Linked DNA regions of Sus scrofa: regions 1 and 2 are each linked to region 3. The links are chromatin contacts, called in public Hi-C and HiChIP or PLAC-seq maps. All regions are on one chromosome and are shown on one strand. Each heading gives the region's core, a stretch centred on a gene start, on an enhancer-like site or on the middle of the called end of the contact. The rest is flanking DNA. Distances are from core to core; before and after follow the strand shown.

Region 1 (4,790 bases), core at 1,747-4,246, 65 kb after region 3:
GCTCAGGCATTTTTTTAGTATCCATAGAGGACAGAAGGAGGCAGATGTCTCATGAAGTATGAGAAACTGAGGCACAGCTATATTAAATGCTATCTGTCACTCAAACTTCTAGGGAAAATGACTTTTAATTTAAAGCTACTGCATGAAAACCATACTGATATTAAAACTGTGGGTACCAGAGTTCCCACTGTGGTGCAGCAGAAACAATCCAACTAGTATCCATGAGGATGCAAATTTGATCCCTGGCCTTGCTCAGTGGGTCCGGGATCTGGCATTGCTGTGAGCTGTGGTGTAGGTCACAGATGTGGCTTGGATCCCGAGTTGCTGTGGCTGTGGACGGCAGTTGTAGCTTCAACTGGAACCTCTATATGCCATAGGTGCTGCCCTAAAAAGCAAAGCAAAACAAAACAAACAACAGCAACAACAACAACAACAAAACACTGTGGGTACCTAATTTTATTTGGAATCAGATATTTTTGGTCAGAAAATAACAATAGCAAATTGCCAAATAGCTTCTATTTCTTGGGATTCAACCAGTCACTCAAGATCTTTAATGCATGTGGCTTCTCTAAAGGGTCAGTCATTCTCTCCTGTGGTGCTTTTTGGGAGGACCACATTTTTAAAGAAACTGATTATACAGCTAGGAAACCTTCTTTCATGGTTTGGAGGAATAAATGCATTGCAAAAAAAGAGTTATTTCAGGAGTTCCCTGGTAGCCTAGTGGATTAAGGATCTGGCATTGTCACTGCTGTGGCATGGGTTTGATCCCTGGCTTGTGAATTTCTGTATGCTGCAGGCATGGCCAAAAAAAAATTTACTATTATTATTTTTTTTTTTTTTAGTGGCTTTGATTCCAAAGATATGGTTGGCTAAAACTGGGTAAATCACATTACAGGGGAAAAGGAGACTAGGTCAGCATTTCCCAAACTGAGTTTCTCAGTATAATGGTGTCCCATGAGATATTAATTGGTATTTGATGAAAGATAAGAGAAGGATCCCTTGAGGACGTTTTGAGCAAACTGTCATCCTCTTGCAGATTTATAATGCATACCAGAACTTCAGAGGTTTTGAGAAGTCCTGCAGCTAGGTATTTATTTCACATATTCAATAAGCAATACTTATTGTATATTACGTGTCCGGTACTGTTCTAGACACTGGGATAGAGTGATAACCTTAAGCCCAGGATGCACTGATCTGACCATGCACTCCTCATGGTAGTGTAATCCACTAACACGACTTGTTCCAAAGAACACTGTTTGTGGGATGCTAGCTGGGTCTCCCTGAGCTTCTGCTAGCATTCCAGCCATACTTGTAGGCTTCTCCCTCTAGAGAACAGGAGCTTGCTTCAGGGAGCTGAACTGTGGTCTAAGAGCTAACCCATAGTGTTGGGTGGGATTTGCCCATAGGCTGTAAACTATGAAACCGAAGATGAGACGGCAAATGACCTTGGGCCGAAACAAAAAACAAAACTAAAGTTTCAGGACAACTGAATCATCAGTCCAGAGGCTCTGTGGAGTCTCCAGGTTTGGGAAAATGGAACGGCATATTAGGAAACCAGACTAGAGTGAGAGGGCTTGAATCCAAATGTGAGAGACGCTGAGCGTTCTTGAAATCGTTGAAGCCTGTTTATCATCATTTTTATAAGGCACCAATGACCTTGAACATGGGAAGCAAGGGGACTTTTGAGGACAGAAGTGATAGCTGAGATAATATGCCTACTCATATGAAATCTTGTATTTTACTGATGATCTCATATTCTGTTAAACAGAGATCAATAGTTGTTTGGCAGCTATTTTGAAAAATGATTGCTACAGAGATAAAGCCATAGCATGAGTGAAAAGTGTATGTGTAGAAAACTCCCAGGTTCTCTAGCTTTTGGAGCAGAGAATGGGGGGGAAGGACGTGTGCAAAATGGGTTGGAGAACTGAGTGTTTAGTTAAGTGCATTTTCTCATTCCCCCTCTGCCCCCCATGGATTTAAAAAGACCTTACTCATATCTTTCACATAACTTTTAATCTATCTGATGACTGTTATCAAGGGCTCTGCTCTCCAAAGCCCCACCAGCTACCTCAGGCTTTTCTTTTTCAACCTATTTCTCCAGACCAAAAAATGACCTCAATTTCTGTAGCCTTCCTACATAATGCTCACTTTCCCAGCCCATTTATCATTTTCATTGATCACCAAAGTCTCCCTTTGTTTCCAAACTTATTTACAAGCCATACTTAGTCAAAGCCGGTTGGTGCTAGTCCCTGAGAAGTTCACCTGCTTCAAGAAATAATTTCCCCTAGAGTTCCCTAGTGGCTCAACTGGTTAGGGATCTAGCATGGTCACTGCTATAGCACAGATCTGATTCCTTGCCAGGGAATTCCCACGTGGAGGCAAAAAAATAAAATAAAATGAAGTGAGCATCTTGAAAAAAGTAAAGAAATACTCTCCTCTCAGGGCCCAGAGCCTCCGTGGACCTCAAGTACCACTTGAGATGTGGTTTTAAGAAATGAGAAAGACATGCTTCCAGGGACTATTCTAACTGTATACACATCCATAAATTAACTGCTACTCTCTTGCTTGAGAAGCGCTCATCGTTCAAGATATGGTTAATACTGACATCTGTCAAGTTTTCGACCGTCTTTTCACAGTAGCCTTTCAAGAGAAAAGACTGATGGGAACTTCGGAGCCCTAGGGCCTCATTTCTTCCTGAGGACGGACACAGAGCGCTGTGCTGATGAATCACTGCTTTCTGCCTTAGAGACATGCCTCACGAAACCCTCCTTCCTGAACAGCAAGAGGAAATTCCGTTCGCCCTGGCTCCATCCCCAGAGCCTAGACTCACATGTATAGGATTTTTCGTTTCCCTCTTTCCGAGGTGACCAGCTTTCTTCCAACCAATTCGGAGTTGGCCTCTCTTCTTGATCTCGGCTTCCGAGTGCGCACGGTCCCGCCCACACCCGGGGCCCCGCTCCCGCCCCATTAGTTCACAGGTCTTCCCTCCTCTCACTTCTCTGATGGTTACTGCTAAGCCCTTTGGGGTTTTTAAACCATCAGGATTGAGTAATGAGACTGTCAGCGTGGTTTGTTGTGAGAGTAACCGCTGCTTCTGGTGAAAAGGCTCAGTAGTTTGGTGTTGCTGTTCATACCTGCCCAGAGGCCAAGAGAAAATGAAAGTTCCTGTTTACCCTTTTATGAGAAACGCCCACAGTATCCTCAAACCTCTTCCTCAAAGGCCCGGCTTTGGTTCCCTCTGCTGTTCACAGACAGTCCCTGACCTTGTGGAATGGTTTGAGTGAGGAGCATCTACCCTTGATGGTAAGTTGGAAGGCATTAGTTTTCCAGGACCTCTGGCTGACTGAGATCCGTTGCATCCCTCTTCAGGGTTCAGTCCATACCTGTATCATAGCTTCTTGGTCCCAGCCGAGTTCAGTCAAAATGTCCAAACTTCATTCAAGCCAGTGTTCTGCCCTCCTCCCCAGGTAAACTGAGGAACTCAAGGGAAGACTTCCTTTCTTTTTTTGTTTTTTGTTTTTTGTTTTTTTAAGGGCCGCACCAGTGCCTGGGGCATATGGAAGTTCCCAGGCTAGGGGTTGAATTGGAGCTACAGCTCTGTCCTACGCCACAAAGCCACAGCAACATGGGATCTGAGCTGTGTCTATGACCTACACCACAGCTCAAAGCCACACTGGATTCTTAACCCACTGAGCAAGGCTAGGAATCAAACCTGGGTCCTCATGGATACTAGTCAGGTTCATTCCTGATGAGCCACCATGGGAACTCTGAGGAAAGCCTTTCTGAGTAAGTGATACCGGAGCTGACCGACCAGGTTGCTTAGTGGACTTGAGTCATTGCCTGAGAAAGAGTGAGGGGTCAGCCAGCCCCACTCTTGCTTACATACTGGCCACAATTGTCTTCATAAACCCAACTTCTACCTGATCTCCAGCCCGTTGTAATGTCTCCAGCCTCTCTCCACATTCCATGACCATCCTGGCCCTCATACTCTTTATAACCTTCATTTCTTGAAAGCCATTGCACATGCTCCTCTCTCTACCTCAAATACATTTTACCCAGTTCTCCTTCCTCATCTGCTTGGTTAAGTCTCACTAGTTCCTCAGATCTCAGATATCCCTTCTTCCAGGAAGCCTTCCATGACCAGCCAGATGAGGCTAGGTTCCCTAGCCCTGTACTTGTTCATCCTTGTCGTGATTACCTGTGTCCCCACTGGATTATAAATTCCTTAAAAGTGGAACCATGTTTGCCTTATTCACTACGTGATCTCGGCATTGAGCATGATGCCCAGCACATAGTGGATGTGCAGTAGTTATGGGACAAGAGATGGCTGGCAAGCTGTGAGACCTGGAAAGCAGCAGCAGAGTTAGGGGTCTTTTTGGGCCAGGTTCTTTCTATTGCAGGGACTGAAGCTGACACAGCTGAGACCTGGAAACATCAGCGCAGAGGAAACTGGAGTCTAATCTCTGGCAGCAGGAAGGAGCTGAAAAAATGTACTCATGGGGAGAAGAGGGTGTCTCTGCAGCCAAGACTCAGGGCTGGTAGACTTGAGGCCTCTGTCGAGATTCCATAGCTCTGCCCTGCCTAGTGCCAACTGGAGTGCTGTGCCTGAGAGCCCCCCAGAGAGGGCTTTTGATGCCACATTTCATGAGCCCCTTGGGTCCAACTAGCAGATCTGTCTCAACCCATTTTTTTACTCAATTGTCAGCCCTAATGGGAGACTGATGCTTTGTTCTTTCAAAGTCAGGTCAAGGGCAAAGGAGGCTGCAGGATTTGAGAGAGAAGAGTGGGAA
Region 2 (4,254 bases), core at 165-2,664, 110 kb after region 3:
TCCTTATCGCTGCCGCTGTCATTGACAAAGCATATCTGCAGGTTCATCCCACTCTGCAGGCTGGACAGAAGCAAAGAGGACAGTGATTTCAACTCAGCTCTGTTACCTGGCAGCATCCGAAAGAACTGCCTGGTTTTGCTGATGGAAAGTAGTTTAATGTGTTCTTCACAGGAAGGAGTGACCAATATTATTCTCAACTCATGAATGATAATTTTACCAGAGGAGAAGAAAGATAACTTGATATGCCGATAAATGATAAAGTGATAACTTCAACTCAGAGTGTATTGGTTTTTTCCACACACAATTCATGTCGGGTGAAAATAAGGCCACCTTATAGCACCCGGCATGCTACCAAACACATAGTTGGGACACAATAAAAATGGGTTGAGACACGGAGTTTACATTTCTGTCAATGGAGATGAATGGGCCCTCAGCCAAATAAGGCTGCCTTGTGTCATCTAGTATCCTGCCCCACAGGGACAATCCAAGGATGCTCATTAGAGCTGGCATCCCAGGGCCACAGCTTTCAGAAGAAAGACTCCTTTTTTCCCCCCAAATAGAATAGGGTTGTCCAAAGGAAAATTCTATTTGAGGCAGTTGCCAAAAGGCAACCAAGGGAGCTCATTTATGTCATTAAGAAAAAAAACAAACAAAAAAACACACCAGAGGTTCGCCCTAGAGGAACTTAAGGAACCCTCTAACCTGATCAGAAAGGCACAACATTGGAACACAGCAAGGCTCCTTAGATTGCCTCACACACAGAGCCTCAGAGGCAGAGACATCCTGGGAGCTCATTATGTTTGTGGCAAATCCAGGAAGCTCCAGGAGGGATGTTGCTGGAAATGTGGTCACAAAGGGCCACTTGGCTGTGCATTTGCTACACACAGAGCCAGGCTCCGTATCCAGCTCTCGGTCCTAACCTTCATTTGAAGTTGAACACATTTCATTACTGTTTGACAACAAAGAGTTTTTTTAAAAAGCAGTTTTCTTAGCATTCCTAGTAGCCCCAGTCTGTGTGCAAGCTTAGAGAAAGAAAAGGCAGAAGGAAACTCTTAAGGAGCAAGGGATCATACGTGATCATATATACCATAAGCTAGGTTTAGGACAGCAGATGTGGAAGCTGCTCCAGTGTTATTACTGTCACAGTGACAAATGCAAAGAGCAGCTGGTCTCACAGGTGGCATTTACATTTGCCTTAAAAAATTCAAATGGGTAGGGATGTCTCATTTAAAACACTTCTTTGATTGAAAACAATACAAAACTCAGAAAAAGAAAATGTGCTGCAATCTAACAGACGTACTATCATTGTTACATGTTTGTACCGCCACCTATTGTTAATTTCTATAATTACTGCAAGTCCCAGCTTATTTCCCTAGGAAGGAAATAGCAGCATTTCTGGCCCTCCAGTGCAGGCAAGCAAACCAGGCCCCGGGCCGGGCATAGAAGACAACGGTTCTGCTGTGATTAGCTCAGGGTGCTTGGAGTCAGCAGGACTTAGGTTTTGAATCCTCACTTCTTTCCCTGGGCACATCACTTTATGAACCTCAGTTTCCTCCTCTGTAAAACTGGCTGAATAATTCAGTGTTTTGTAGGAAGAATGAAAAGAGCTCAGAGCTGGACAGAGGGCAGGTCCTCTGTACGCGCTCATTAACTTCCTTTCTCTACTTTCTGAAAGCCTAGACAAGGGAACACAGAATGTTAAAGGTGATATGACTTTGTAAAAGGACCTTTGAGGTCAGCTACTTGAATACCTGGCCTGGTCATGGTCACAGTAATTCCTGATGCACGGTTACCTCTCTGAGAGCGCCCCCAAGCTGCCTTTAACGGTTAGGCAGCTTGGACTTAGTTGGAATTTATCTCTTTTTAACTTTCTTCCTTTGGAATTTTTTTTTTTTTTTTTTTTTTTTTTTTTTTTTTCTGGAGAAACCTATTATGTTCAGGGTATCCTTTGATCTCATATAAATTAAGTTTTAGGAGTTTCTGTTGTGGCTCAGTGGAAGTGAATCTGACTAGTATCCACGAGGATGCATGTTCTACTCCTGGCCTCTCTCAGTGGGTTAAAGATCCAGTGTTACTGTGAGCTGTGGTGTAGTCACAGATGTGGCTTGGATCCCATGTTGCTGTGGCTGTGGCTGTGGCTGGCAGGGGCAGCTCCGATTTGACCCCTAGCCTGGGAACTTGCATATGCCATGGGTGCAGCCCTAAAATGACCAAAAAAAAAAAAAAAAAAAAATTAGGTTTTAAAATTTTATTGTCTGTAGTTGGTAAAGAAAACAAACCCAAATCAACCCATTTTTAACTATGAAACTCAAGATCCATGGATTGGGATTGGAAGATAGTGGGAAATAAAAGTGCAAATTAAGTATTTTAAAGTCATATTTTTTTTTTATTAAAAATTTTTAAAGTCATATTTTAAAATAAAAAGGAATTTCAAATTAAACCTAATTTGAATCTATGATTATATAGCATTTCTTATTTTTTGAATAACTAAAGTCTTGAAAAGAAGTGTCGGGCCACTATATACACAGATTATAAAAATATAAAGTAACCCACAATACCACTGCAAGATAAGGTTTAAAACATCCAAAGATATATATTTTCATTCTGAAGAAAGTTTGATATTAAATTCTGTTGTTCTGTCCCCAAACTGACCTTTTGTGCTAAGGATCAATTCAGACCTAAATCAACCATCCCACACTGCGTTGTGACTCAGGAAAGCCAGAGGAAAAAAGAGGGAAGGATTTAGTAGTCGGAACGAAATGAAAAAACACCTCAGGTAGAAATTCAGAAAATCGCCTTAGAAACACATTATCACCGTGGGAAACTGAGCAGAGCTTCTTACAGGGTGAGACTTATAATTCCTTATAGTGGTAATCACCAAGAATGTTACTCTCAGGAAAAGGAAATTATATGACATAACAGCTAATAGTTCAGTGGGGATTTTAGTAAAGACATCTTAAAACGGACTCAGGTTTCAAGAAGGATTTGTTTGCCTTTAGCTTTTAAGCGGGTTTTAAGATGAAGGCGGCTTTGGGGAAACCCAGCCACAGCTCCCAAGCAGCAGCCGTGGGGAGCGTGGGGCCACCTGGTGCTGCTGAAGCCTCTGTGCTACAAGGTCCAGGAGCCATAACCCCTGCTCGGGCCCCTTTCCATCCGGGGAGGCACGGCTGCTCTGAGGCTCTCAGTATAGCCCCTGGAGCGCCAGACTCCGTCCCTCAGGCTCCAGGGCCTCCCTTACAACCAGGTCACAGTCTTGCAAAATCCAAGCAGTCAGGGGCTAATTTGCGTGGCTCTCTCAGCACAGTCTGAGGTGAAAACAGAGCATGATCCTCTCATTGTTAATTAGTGGGATAATTTAAGGCATCCAACTCAAGGTTCCTTGTAGTTTCAAGTGGCGTTTTGCAGAGTGCTACATGCAAGAGGCTGTTTGACATCTGCCTTGCCTGTGGATTTTATTTCTGGAAGCTCTGTATCCTGGTAATTCCAGAAACCTCTTCTCCTTATGCCATGAAAAACCATGTGGCTTCCCAGAGTTACTGACAGGGAGCCTAGGATCTGCAGAGGGGGTGTTCTGGATGGCGACTGCTCCGAAATACCAAGAGATAAAGACTAGGGATGTCTTCTGGAGGTCTCAGTGTGAGTGAAAGTGGCTTTCTGAGTGACAGTGCCTATTGGTCAGGAGCGGGAAGGCATTTAGTCAAGAGGCTGTTCTGCACCAATGTCTGCTTGGCATTTACAGTGAGGAAAACTGTTATTTAGGAAACCCTTGTGGTGACTTCCAACTACCATTACCATTATTAAAATATGCATGGAATGGAGAGAATAATAAAGATGGAAAGATCTTAACTACGAAGAGGCTATCTCAAGAACCTAGCTACATGATATGATGCGTTATAAATACTTTTTCCCCCCAAAAAAATACAGTGATGAGGCCAGTTTACTCCGTGGGAGCAATGATGGAACAGTCCTAAGGTTTGCTGTGACTTCTAGTATGGTGGCAGCATTGCAAATCTGGCCTTTATCCTGGGCCTTGGGTTTCAGTGAGTGGTAGTGGTCTAGTCTGAGGGCTAGATCTGAACTCTAGAACTATTTGGTGCTTTCTGATTTTAGAAACAGGAAGCTCCCAGAGCCAGCTTAGACCACCAATGTCCTTGTAGAAATGTTTACGACTCTTTGGTTCTATCCCCTGCATTATCCTTTAGTTAACTTCTCCTGACTAGGTGCATTGAATTTGCATTTCAAAAGCACATTTAC
Region 3 (4,316 bases), core at 1,301-3,800:
ACTGTGATTATTGCTCTATTACTATTATTGTGTAGTTAAAAAAAGATGACTTTTAAGTATCTATAAAATAGTGCCTGGCACATAGTACACAGTCAATAAACACTTATTAAATGAAAAAAATAAATAAATAGAGCAAAAAAAGTGTTAGATTTGGAAATGTGGGTCCATTGCTATAGTTCTTCACATCTTTTCAAGAGAAGCTAGAAATTTGGATTCTTATATGAAAGGTCTGTTTCTTCAAAGTGGCATCAAACTCAAAAATCAAAATATATACAACATGAGCCAAATTCTACAGATCTGTGGGCTGGATCTGGCCTGTAATCACATGTATTCACCTATATTTTCTCTGCAGTAGCTAACTGATATGTTATGGCAAATTTGACACAGGAATCATATTAAAAAAAAAATTGAACTGAGTTCTGCAATCTTTTGACCTTTGGTGCTGCATCTGGGTGTAGAAGAGTCAGCTTTTTCACTTACAGCATCTATTTAAATTGGAGCTCCTAAATTTTACCTAGAGAACATCTCTTCAGGAATCAAAGCACTTATTCCTGCAGTTTTCACTTGGTGAGCTGCCTTTTTAATTAAGATTGATTGAACTGTAAGGAGCACGTGGCAGCACATTATGAAAGATTAGAAGGGGGAAGAAAAGAATTCTTTAAGAAGGGCTGTGGCACTGAGCTTACTTTTTACTTTTTTTTTGGCTGTGCCCCTGACATGCAGAAGTTTCTGGGCTAGGGATTGAACCCGCGTCACAGCAGCAACCTGAGCCACAGTGGTGACAATGCTGGATCCTTAACCCACTGAGCCACCAGGGAACTCTATTGAGCTTACTTTAAGATCTTCCTAGAGCAACAAGTTAGAAATATTCAAGAAAGATTTACTGCAGAGCAGAAAGGCAAAATGACATCTTTTAAAACATCAATCTTAGGCCGCTGCAGCAAAAGCTATAGATGGCGGAGTGCTTTCAAAAAGAGAAAAAAAAAATTGCATTAAAATATAAAACCTGAAAAAAATGACTGATGCAGTAAATAAAATTAGATAGTTCTCTCCCTAGAAAATGAAGCCTGGACATTCACTGTCACACAAGCTCCCTGAAATGTCTTGCTCCAACACGGGACCGAGACACCAGGCTGGAAGCTGGTGAGGAGCGTGAGGAGCAAGGCTAATTCGTCTTTGTAGCCCCTGGAGCACAGACGCCGCCCCTAATAATGGTTTCCTGGATTGATAAGTGTGTCAGAGAAACATGTGGGCCTGATATAATTCCATGTCTGTGGGCAGGCTACAGGGAACACTGTAAATATCCACTTTCCTCTGTGTAGACACAGCCAAAATGAATGCCATTATAATTTATTACCACTACTGCTTTCTCTGGAGACACAATTTCATTGAGACTCTTTAGCTAATAGTTGCACCATTTGTAAAGTTCCATCTTCCTGTCTTGACAGCTCCTGATTAACTTCCACAATTTCCCTGCAGTTCCTTCAAGTGACCAGGGGTTCCAGTTGCCCCTTCACTAGAGAGGCTGCCAAGTGGGAACAAAGACATTGAAAATCTTACCTTCTGAAGTGTGTTGCTGACGGCCTTCAGCAGATTTTGGGAGTGGTTGAGGCATTTGAACATTCCTGGGCCTGCTGTGGTTGCAGGGAGGCTCCTGCCCAAACTGAGATGGTCCAGGTGGTTGAGGAGGACCAGGGTGGCCACAAGGAGGAGGTCTGGAGGGGAATGGGGGCAGGATGAGCTGGCCTGCCTCTGCCTTTCATCCCTTCTGGCCATTCCACCCATCCACTTCTGGGCACCAACCTCCCTCCACTCTTTTCCACTCTTTCTCAACAGCTAAGGGATGAATTGGGTTCTTTAAGGGGGGCATTCTATTCTAGGGTTGAAAGCCAACTCTCCATCATTGGCCACCTTGTGAGTTCAGTCAAGGGTTCACCCAGAAGAAGTCTCCATTTCAAGAGGAGGGAAACTGAGGCCAGGTGGTGAAACAACCCAGTATTTTGGAAACAGTGGAGTGACGAAGCCCCGCTTTGAAGCCATCTGAGAACTGTCCTCTTAGAGCTGTAGCCCAGGGACCTGGGCAGAAAACCATTCCGTGCGGCCTCAGTTTCTCATCCGTGAAGTGGGCATAATATTTAGCTCATGGCGCTGTTTCAGGATTCAAGAGACCACATCCTATGGAGCTCATGGTAAGCACCCAGTGTCTTTCCCCCTTTCTTTTTCCTCTGCACAAGTCTCTGAGTAGTCTGTCCCAAATTTCTGCCTCCTCTTTCCCGGCCGCCACCCCTCCCGCCCGAGCGCTGAGTCTTTCTTGGCCGGTTACTCACTGCGCAGCGGGCACATGCTGAGCGGCGCTGCGGTGACAGCGAGTCGGCGGCTGGACGCAGATGGATGGACGTCGCAGGTGAGGGCGCTAGTTTGGAGGCCGACCCAGGGGAACACATTTTTATAATTGCCCGAGGCACGACAGGACTTTCCCAGGACTCCAGTCTCTTGCTTTCTTTCTCTGTGTCTCTCTCTACATCAGCTTCTCGGTGACACGTGGAGTCTGGCCAGCGGGGCTTGCGGCGCTTTCGGATTAACTCCGGGCGCCCGGCCGCAATCGTTCCGGGACGGCCCCGCCGCCTCCGGCCTAGCCCAAAACGAAAGTGAAATTCTGGCAGTGTCGCTGCGCAGGGTCCCCGGGCAAGCCCGACCCCTTGCCGGCCACCCTTGGACGCCCCCCGCCCCCGGCTACAGAGGCCCGGCTCTGCCGCCCTGCAGCGCCCCCTCCCGAAGGAGCGCAAAGTAGTGCCTCCCTCTCTCCATCTATATCCAGGGTGTGTCCTGATTGTGACCTCCTGCTTAGTCCTGGATGGAGATGGGCAGATCATTCATTTTATCACTCATTTATTCAGATGATCCACCGTGTGCCAGGCTGACATTGTGCCAGGTGCGGGCACCCAACGGTGAACAGATCACCTTGGAGCGTTCCCACACCAAACCTGACTCAATGTGTTTTGTTCATGAGTACCACCTTAAACACGTAAAGGGATGAAACCAGACTGGCTATGCAATAACTACTTTCTTGAGAATCCAGTTTCTTACAGTGTCCAGGGAAGAATCCTTACAATTCAGTAGTATGGATGTACAGGATGTACTGAGAGGAGAAGTCTGAGAGGGGGCAACCTCAGCAGGAACAATGGGGATGAGGCAGCAAAGGCTCCCAGAAGGAAGGCACCCACCACCTGAGAGTTGAAGGATGAGTATGCATTGGACCACTTCCAGTGGGAAGGGGTACAGGTTCTAAGTTGAGAGAACAGGGGTCAGAAGCACATCAGGGAAGGCAGAGGGAGATGGTGATCTAGAGGTCCTGCTACTGGGTGTGAGGTTGGAGTGGATGATGAGGCTGTGCCATGAGAGTAGAAGATCCCATGCTAATGGTTGTACATTATGCTGAGGGTGGTGGGAGCCTTCTAGGGTTTTAGGCAGGAAACATGGTTGGACTTTCATGGGATGATCTTTCAGCGGTAGTATGGAGGATGTATCCCAAGGGTCAGGATTGGGAGGGCATGGCCAAGGTCTCCTTCAGAATGGAGAACCCAGGGTGGGCAAGAGGGATCCTCGGGGTGGGGAGGGACAAGACTTGGTAACTCCTCAGGTAAGAGGGACAGGAAGGTGCTGAAAATGGCTGAATGAAGGTTGTTCCACTTCCTGCACAGGGGTTACTGTAAGAGGAGACTGAGTTTGGAGGAGACACTGAGAAGTTCCATTTTTGGATGTGTCAGGTTTGAGGTTCCTGTGGGACTTTTCAGTTCACTCATTTCTACCACGAGTGTTAGTCACCCTGGGTATGTGTGCAAGGGAGGGGTGTGTTTAGTCAGCTACTCAGATCCTTGGATGGATCTGACTGCACTAAGGTCCCAAGGCACTGGGGGCTGCCAGTGCCCACCTTTGTGCAGATGCGCTCATCTTGGATAGGGATAAGCCTTTTGGGATACAGGAGAAAAGAATGGGTACTTCTTTTGGGCCCCTGATAAAGTCAGAATGGATGAGGTTGCTGTTGAGACTCTACCATGAACACTTGGCAGGGCTAGACTCTACTAAAGATGAGATGAAGCCAATTAGGAGAAAGCTGTGTTAACCCCTCGTCTGATTCAATATCTCTCCATTGTTGGCATCAGCCTCCTTAGGCAGATCATCTGTTCAAGGGTGATGAAGTACCCATCATAGGGACTTTTAGGTGTGTGTAAAATGAGAGCAATAGCTGATGTCTAAGTCTCCTCCAATGCTACGGTCTGTGAATTACCCTATGGGGATAGAGAGCAATACATTGT

The links. Hi-C and Micro-C count contacts between places; a contact is called where the count stands out from the background. HiChIP or PLAC-seq counts read pairs in DNA pulled down with a chosen protein or histone mark.
Region 1: a contact with region 3 is called in a Hi-C map of alveolar macrophages, with 2.1 times the contacts expected there. The contact joins the enhancer-like site here to the promoter of IL12A in region 3. A contact is called at or near these places in 7 of 47 Hi-C or Micro-C datasets (alveolar macrophages, blood, embryonic fibroblasts and 1 more).
Region 2: an H3K27ac HiChIP or PLAC-seq map of alveolar macrophages shows a contact between it and region 3. The contact joins the enhancer-like site here to the promoter of IL12A in region 3. A contact is called at or near these places in 1 of 5 promoter capture datasets (liver), 14 of 47 Hi-C or Micro-C datasets (alveolar macrophages, brain, embryonic fibroblasts and 7 more) and 2 of 2 datasets of contacts at active chromatin or transcription factors (alveolar macrophages and skeletal muscle).

The regions. Positions count from the first base shown.
Region 1 is chr13:99,666,872-99,671,661 of Sscrofa11.1, reverse strand. No RefSeq gene overlaps it. Among named protein-coding and RNA genes, the nearest start is that of IL12A, 64 kb to the left of the region's middle. Within about 2 kb of position 2,996, at least 28 of the 83 cell types and tissues checked have an H3K27ac peak or open chromatin away from gene starts, as enhancers often do. A contact at or near this core is called in alveolar macrophages, embryonic fibroblasts and retroperitoneal adipose tissue, where this site is marked.
Region 2 is chr13:99,618,216-99,622,469 of Sscrofa11.1, reverse strand. LOC100514494 (schwannomin-interacting protein 1) reads right to left here. Exons shown (of 12, transcript XM_021069725.1): 8 at 1-60. Among named protein-coding and RNA genes, the nearest start is that of IL12A, 110 kb to the left of the region's middle. Within about 2 kb of position 1,414, at least 6 of the 83 cell types and tissues checked have an H3K27ac peak or open chromatin away from gene starts, as enhancers often do. A contact at or near this core is called in alveolar macrophages and skeletal muscle, where this site is marked.
Region 3 is chr13:99,731,628-99,735,943 of Sscrofa11.1, reverse strand. IL12A (interleukin 12A) reads right to left here and starts at 2,550. Exons shown (of 8, transcript NM_213993.1): 1 at 2,431-2,550; 2 at 2,328-2,428; 3 at 1,561-1,715. The coding sequence starts at 2,444. It overlaps LOC106507993 (a long non-coding RNA gene), which reads left to right and starts at 1,653. Exons shown (of 4, transcript XR_002337737.1): 1 at 1,653-2,404.